Regions from separate parts of the Mus musculus genome. Here region 1 is linked to region 2. The links are chromatin contacts, called in public HiChIP or PLAC-seq maps. All regions are on one chromosome and are shown on one strand. Each heading gives the region's core, a stretch centred on a gene start, on an enhancer-like site or on the middle of the called end of the contact. The rest is flanking DNA. Distances are from core to core; before and after follow the strand shown. Region 1 overlaps Ntn4 (netrin 4). Region 2 overlaps Cdk17 (cyclin-dependent kinase 17).

What was found. HiChIP or PLAC-seq counts read pairs in DNA pulled down with a chosen protein or histone mark.
Region 1: a contact with region 2 is called in an H3K27ac HiChIP or PLAC-seq map of extraembryonic endoderm stem cells, with 5 times the contacts expected there. The contact joins two enhancer-like sites. A contact is called at or near these places in 1 of 39 promoter capture datasets (cranial neural crest) and 1 of 115 datasets of contacts at active chromatin or transcription factors (extraembryonic endoderm stem cells).

What each region holds. Positions count from the first base shown.
Region 1 is chr10:93,721,885-93,725,656 of GRCm38.p6, reverse strand. All of the region lies in intron 5 of Ntn4 (netrin 4), which reads right to left. Among named protein-coding and RNA genes, the nearest start is that of Gm15915, 40 kb to the right of the region's middle. Within about 2 kb of position 1,301, at least 21 of the 459 cell types and tissues checked have an H3K27ac peak or open chromatin away from gene starts, as enhancers often do. A contact at or near this core is called in extraembryonic endoderm stem cells, where this site is marked.
Region 2 is chr10:93,164,644-93,168,531 of GRCm38.p6, reverse strand. All of the region lies in intron 1 of Cdk17 (cyclin-dependent kinase 17), which reads right to left. Among named protein-coding and RNA genes, the nearest start is that of Mir1931, 3.8 kb to the right of the region's middle. Within about 2 kb of position 1,926, at least 184 of the 459 cell types and tissues checked have an H3K27ac peak or open chromatin away from gene starts, as enhancers often do. A contact at or near this core is called in extraembryonic endoderm stem cells, where this site is marked.

The sequences.
Region 1 (3,772 bases), core at 52-2,551, 560 kb before region 2:
AGTGAGATGAACATTATTTACATCACAGGGCAACTTGAAGGTGAGTGGGATAGTGTATGCTTTTAGGAATGTGTTAGAAATTTGTGGTGCCAAATAATCAATTAAAGAACTATTATCTTCCGCCTAGTGTATATTTTAAGATGCTTGACATTCATCCACCCATCCACCTCCCTGCTTGCTACCCATCTATTCTCCATCCATCCATCTGTCCGTCCATCCATCCATCCATCCATGCATCCATCCATCCATCCACCTGTTCACCTACCCCCTTGCTCACTATCTATCATCATCCATCTATCCATCCATCCATTCATCCATTCATCCATCCATCCATCCCTCCATCTATCCATTTCTCCATTCACCCACCTGTCCACTCACACATCCATCCACTCACCCATCTATTGACTCACACTTTCGACAAGGAGTTCCTGAACTTTGGCATCAACATGAACTGCTAGGAGTCAGAGATATGAGGGAACGTAGTAGGAATTATGTCTCTTGAGTGAAGGAAAGAAATGACCAAAGGCAGTGAGTGTTATGATGGAGTTAGTCCACAGTGTAAGAGAATACAGAGGGAAACCCAGCAATGACCTCAGGACACATACATAATGGTATATTTTTTAAGGGGATAAACAATCCAACTGGCTTTCTAGTTCGCCTCTTTACTTTGCCCTTGAGAGGAATGTGGTGGCAGCATTGTAGCATACCTTTTTTGATTACCCTGTGAGTTAGAATTAAGTTCCTCTTTGGTTGCACAGTCCTTTGCTTGGATTAAAAACACCAACCTATCACTCATGTAGTAAATCAGAGTAGGAGTAAAAAGTAGGGTGTGATTTATGGTCCTGCTGCTTAGAGAGAGTGAACCTGTAGTCAAAGCTGCTCAGTTGCCTGAATTTAAGCATACAAATGCCAGTAACAATAGCCAGGAACCCTGTGGTCCTTATTTTTTGGATGGGTACTTAAGGCGTTGTTGTTGTTGATAGTGGTGGTGGTGGTATCCGAGGGTACCAAGGTTGCCTTTCCGCCCCTATTCCCACCTTCAGCGGGACTGCAGCCCCTGTATGGATGTCTCGCACTCTGAGACTGAGCTCACCATAGAAAGGCCACTCAGGGCTCTTTAGCGTTACCTGGTAGTTCCTTAACTTTTTGCTGCTCTGCTGGCAAAAGATACACGGAGAGCAAAATACCCTGAACGTATTTGTTCCTGATTTAGCGTTTCTAAAAACAGCACTCAAAAGTTCAAGGCCCTAAGCTGGGAAAGAAGTGGCAGCTTGGGGACCTTTCACCGCGGTCCTGTGACCACGCCCTCCTCGGTACAGCGCCTCCCAGGCTCCCAGCTTTGTTTTCTCCTGGAAAGGCCAAGGCCCTACCCAACTTCTGTTCTTTTTTTTTTTTTTTTTTTTTTTAAATAGCAAAGACATTTCAGGAGCTGGCAGCTGCCTGCTGAGGCTCTCAGAGGGAGTGGGGACTTAAGGGGGGGGGGATGATTTTGGGACACAGTTCCAAGCAGAGAGGAGATAGTATAAGCTGTTACTAATGTATTAAGTGTGAAGTTCAATAGCAGATGAAAGGCGCCCCTTTCTTTCTGTTTACTCCTTCCATTCTCCCGCCATCTCTTTGATAGTAACCCAACAGCTACAAAAACAACCAGTTTTGTTAGTGGATGAACAACTATGAAACTAAAAGATAAAGTAAATGGAGCTCTCACCCTGTGAAAGGCAAGATAGCCACTTAGGCACGTTTTTTCCTAACGATCCCCGAATCGATAAATACATTTTATTCAGCTGACAGCTGTCTATAATAATCAATGTGCACGGCAGACATACTGTTTTCAAACCAAATCCTGCTGGAATGAGCTTAGTAAGTAATCCAAGTTAACATATGCCTTTAATTTACTGAAATTTATTCTCTCGTGAATTAGCTGTCTCACGTGGCATAGGAAAATTCATCACACGTAAGAAATGCTTTTATTCAATGTCTTAGACAGTATATGGGAGGTAATTTAGTATATTTCTTATCTGCCTTTGGTAAAAATGTAAGTGTATAATGTAAATAAATACTGACGTCATGGCCTTTATTTTTAATCCATGACAGTGGCTGATGGTCAGGCCTCTATTTGTTTTTTGGGTTTTTTTTTTGGTTTGGTGTGTGTGTGTTTGTGTGTGTGTGTGTGTGTGATTTTTTTTTTCCTGTTTACCAATTGTAACTGTGCCAGTTTCTATTTATTCCTGGAGATATCTAAAAGATCTTACATGGTTTAAAAAAAAAAAAAAGAAAAGAAAAGAAAGAAAGAAAACAGCTCTATCATGTCGGTTTGTGACTTTTTAAACCAGGGAAAATACTTCTGAATATACAGACGTATTCAATTTACTAGAACACTTCCAGATATGATTTTATATATGTTGCTTGACTCTGAAGAACTTGGCTCTGCCACACACCACAGTTATTATTCTTGTCCGGATCATGCTTTGAAATGAAATACCACCTGCTCACCCTCTCGTACTCCTAATCCACTCACCAGTCAGTCACCCGGCCAGGAGCGGGGTTATCTCTAACGAACCCTTTTCCTTGAGAGAGAAGCCCTAGTTCCTACTGACAGCACCTTAGAGCTTTCCTCTGGATATGATGAGTCTGGCCTATCACCTGTCACAGCATTTGTTTCCCTTCCTAACACTTTTACAGTTTTTAATTATATAACCATATGATGAGGTGGTGAGATTTTCTATTAGGATAGAGGCTCCGTTTTGTTGTCTGTGGAATGACCAGAATAGGCCTTGCACATGACAAGTACTGAGTAAGGTGAGGTTTTGTTTATTTGTTTGTTTTTTCCCTTTCTTTTTTGGAATTCTTGTTTTTAGGACTTATTTTTATTTGTGGGGTGTATGTGTGTGTGTGTGTGTGTGTGCGCACACACACACACACAATTGCCCACAGGGATCAGAAGAGGGTATCAGATCTCCTGGAGCTGGAGTTCCAAGTGATGGTGAGCAGCCATGTTGGTAGTAGAAAGTAAGCTTTGCTTCCCTGGAAGAGTTCCAGTGCTCTTGATTGATGAGCCATCTCTCCAGCCCCTAGGTTGGATTTTTGAAATGAATGGTTGTACTGGCTGGTTTTGTGTGTCAAATTGACACAAGCTGGAGTTATCATAGAGAAGAGGAAATGCTTCCATGAGATCCAGCTGTAAGGCATTTTCTCAATTAGTGATCAATGAGGGAGGGCCCAGCCCACTGAGAGTGGTGTCATCGCTGGGGAAGCCAGGGGAAGCAAGCCAGTAAGCAACACTCCTCCCTGGGCTCTCTAACAGCTCCTGCCTCCAGGTTCCTGTCCTGTGTGAGTTTCAGTATTGACTTCCTTTGGTGATGAACAGCAATGTGGAAGTGTAAGCTGAATAAACCCTTCCCTCCCCAACTTGCTTCTTGGTCATGGTGTTTCACTGCAGCAGTAGAAACCCAGACTCTTAAAGACAACGGTGTTATCTAGTATTTCTTAATGACTGGTAGTCTTTGCTAGTCTCTCACTGCCTCACGGTCATCTCTACAGTACAGTGTGAAGCCTAGAAGGTAAGAAAGATAATAATGACATCCATTAAAGCCTACGTCTGTAGCCAACTTACTTTGGCAATTCAGCCTTTGTTGAATGAATGAATGAATGAATGAACCTCTCTGTAAGCATGGAATGATTTTCTGTTTTGGTGAAGTCCCCAAAAGACCACACTATTTCTTTTATAGGGTTTAATGGTTTCTTAGTACTACTGCATGTAACACAGAGATAC
Region 2 (3,888 bases), core at 677-3,176:
TTACTATCCCAGTGTGGCGTTACCTAGTCCCCCAGTCCACTGAACTAAACAACTTATCACTGTGATAGTACCTAGTAATCCCACCCCCACCCCGGCAAGTCTTCCCAGTCCACTGAACTGAACAATGTATCACTGTGGTATTCCCTAGTCTCTTCCCAACCCCCAGTCCATTGAACTGAACAATGTATCAAGGCGGTGCTCCCTAGTCCCCTACTCCACTGAGCTGAACTGAGTGTGTAGATGAGATCACAGAAAAGGAAAACAGAGCAGGAAGGAGAGAGACTTAAACATCCCCTACAGCAGAATGAAGTCAGCACTACAGTAGACATAAACGTTCCAAATAACATAATGGCCACAACCCTGTCAGACCAGAATAAGGAAGATGTCAGAGGAAATGGCATTTTGGCCTCAAAAGTGAGAAGTTCTCTCCACGTCTCCCAGGATTATAATATCAACACCCATAGTTCTTCATCGCTGAAAGCCGGCTAGCTCTAATCAACGCTGCCACTTTTCTGGCCCCTAAAAAAAAAACAAAAAAAACAAACAAAAAAAAAAACAAAACAACAAAACAAAACAAAAAAAAAACAACAACAACAAACATGAAAAACCCCACATTATTTAAAAAAGAATTGTCTCAGTTTCGTTTGTGAGTTGGAAATTTCTCACAAATATATAGCTCTTATCAACCTTTATTTGTATTAGTGAACAATAATATGTGCTAAAAACAACTGTCAGCCATCAATGAAAAATACTGCAGCATTAAAAATATGCTTTGAGAAAAACAAAATGACCACATAATCTAGGGGACAGTGAAAAGATACCTTCGAATATTTTCTTCATTATTTACACACATAGAAAACTGAAAATTCTTGAACATATAGTAACAAGTACATAAAATGAAAGACAAAACAAAACACGCTATGAAAAGACAGGGGGCTGGAGAGACAGATCTGTCACCAACGGCTTCCCTAAGCACGAGGCTCTGAGTTCAGGTTTCTAGAACCCACAAGAAGAGCTGTGCATCGTGCCCATGTCTACAGGCCAGTGCTGGAGACTGTGCAGACAGGGCAGGGTGCTCAGTCTACTGCCCGGACAGTCTAGGTGAAAACATTAACTCAGGTTCAATTGAGAGAATCTCTGAAACAGAAAGAGAAAGGAAAGAAAGAGAGAGAGAGGGGGAGGGAGGGAGGGAGGGAGGGAGGGAGGGAGGGAGGGAGGGAAAAAAATTTTGAGACAGAATCTCACTGTATAGCTCAGAATGGCTTTAAAGTTGTTTGTAATCCTCCTGCCTCACCCTCCTCAGCACTGGGACTGCAAGTATGTGCCAGTATGACCAGCTAAATGATTCTCAGTATTAGCCTTTATGGGGGGGGGGATTCCTTTTCACCTTAATTAAACACCTTTCAGGAAATAATATTTTCTGTTCTTTAAATTGAGTACGAAATGTATGCTAACAATACTAATTTATAGATTTTTTTTCTATCCTAAAGATCAATTTTCAACATGAAAAATATTATCATTCTATTCTCAGTGGGTATCTGATTAAACATATGCAAAGTTTCTACCTTGCTTACAGTAAGTTATATCAAGATAAAACGAAACAAAACAATAGGTGGTGTGTGTATTTGTTGAAGTTTTCACTTTGATGGTATCATGGATTGGCTCCCAAATATTCCCAGGAGTTCAAGGGTTAAAAGCAGTCTCAATGCCACAGGGTTTCAGACAGTGGACTGTCTGGAAGGTGACTGGATCATGAAGGCATTGATCTCACAGATAGATTAAGGTATTTATAAATTAATAACCTAGAGAGAGGTTGGGAGGCAGTGGAAACTTCAGGAGGAAGGTCTAGGTAAGGCAAGCAGGTCCTGGAAGACATGAGCATGAGGGATACAATCCATCCCAGGCTCCACCTCCCGCCTCCCTTTGCTCCCCTGACAACAGGAGCAAGCGGATCTGCTTTGCTCTACCACATGCACGTTCCTCACCATGATGTTCTGTCTGACCACAGGCCCAGAAACCAGGGAGCCAAATAACCACCGAAACCTCTGAAACAAGTGTCAAAACAACGGCCTCCTCCTGAAGGGTGACTTTTCCCCTTAGGAAACACTCCTCTGTCCCAGGAGTATAAAGCTGGCCAACACAGATGGCATACGCTCACATAATGAAAGCATTATCATTTAAATGATAGAAAGTCAAAACTTCTAAGACATGTAAAATCAACGTGAACGAACACAGACATTTTGGAAAGAAAGCAAATGTACTTAAAACCTCCGTGAAAGAAGCCAGGGTGGGGAGGACTGTGGGACAATCTTGCACACACACTGCCTGTGCTTTCCTCTGACTTAGCGCGGCTTCTATGTTAGCCAGCAAGCTGTTCAGCATTGCATCCTGGTAGAGACACTATGAGCACGGCATTTTTGAATGTTAACTGGATCTTGGGTCACTATAGTGGTGGGACCCTGGGGGAAATTACCTAACCTAAGACCTCTGCTTCCTTATTAGGAAAAAAAGGTTTACCCAATACAATAGGTTTCCTGTGAGGATTTAACAAAACAATAGAGTCTAGCACAGCACCAGGCACAACTGAGGATCTTTCTCACAGCTTCCGTTAAACACTGAACATTTGAGTGGCTTCAGATTCGCGTGTTGAGACTCTCACCTACGGGTACAATGGTTTTTGGAGGTGATCTGGGCGATCTGACTAGATTTAAGCAAGGTCCAGAGGGCAGGCCTTTATAATAGTAGTTATAAGAAGAAAACCCTCTAGCCCATGTTTTCTTCCTCTACCCCCCCCCAGCACCCCCTCCCATTTTTTCTCTCATCCTCCCTCTCCACCTGCAGGCACCAAACAAAAGGCCAGAAAACCACAGTTGAGACAGGCATCTACAAACAAAGAAGAGAGCCCTCACCAAAATTTAACCGGTTTGGCACTGTGACCTCAGACTTCAGGAATCCAGAACAGGGAGGAAAAAGCTGTTTTAAAAAGCCACTCAATGAGTGATGTTTTGTTACGGAAGATGAAGTGGACTAAGATAAGGTTTATCAAAGAGTGTTTTTGAAGATTCTTTGGAAAATAAAATCATTTTCACTAAATCCAAATTAGCTCCCTCAAGCCTAGCTCCAAACCATTTAACCAGTAGGTTATGGGTCTCAACACATGAATTTGTGGGGCCATGCAATCATTCAGTATACAGTATGAACTACAAGGAAAAAAAGTAATTAAATATTAATTGTGCCCTCTGCTAGGCAAGCTATCCTGACACACTGTGGATCTGATCTGTAAATCAACCTCCTAAAAACAAGTGTTTAGGATGGCACGTTACTGTGGACCATAAAACATTAGATTTACTCTTAATGTTTATTGATTTTCCAAGTTGGCCAGCAGAGAGAGCAAAACATGGCAGAGTGAGAAAGTTATGCCCAAAACAGTTTTTTTCAGGCTCTTCACAATTCCTTTTTCCAGGTCAATATTTTACAGATGTTAAAAGTAAACACACGCACTCGTGCACGCACACACACACACACACACACACACACACACACACACACACACACACACGAAACTAAACACCAAGTGATTATACTGTGAGCAAAAGGGTAACAAAGCCATAAAGACAAGAAGAATCCTTAAAAGCCCGTCAAATCAGTCCTCTCTCCAAATAGTTCAAAGAAACTGGCAACATTACAGGTTGAATTTGCTAGTGAGCTATGGAATGAGTCTTCTAGCATTTACAAGTACTATGGAAAACACATTTTAAATACCATTACATCAGCACTAAAAATTAAAAATGTCATAATCGTTTTATAAAAATAATTCAAATACAATATTAAAAAGCTTGAGCAAAAATACTCTTTAAATTCGAAATAATCCAAAATTACTCTTCCTTT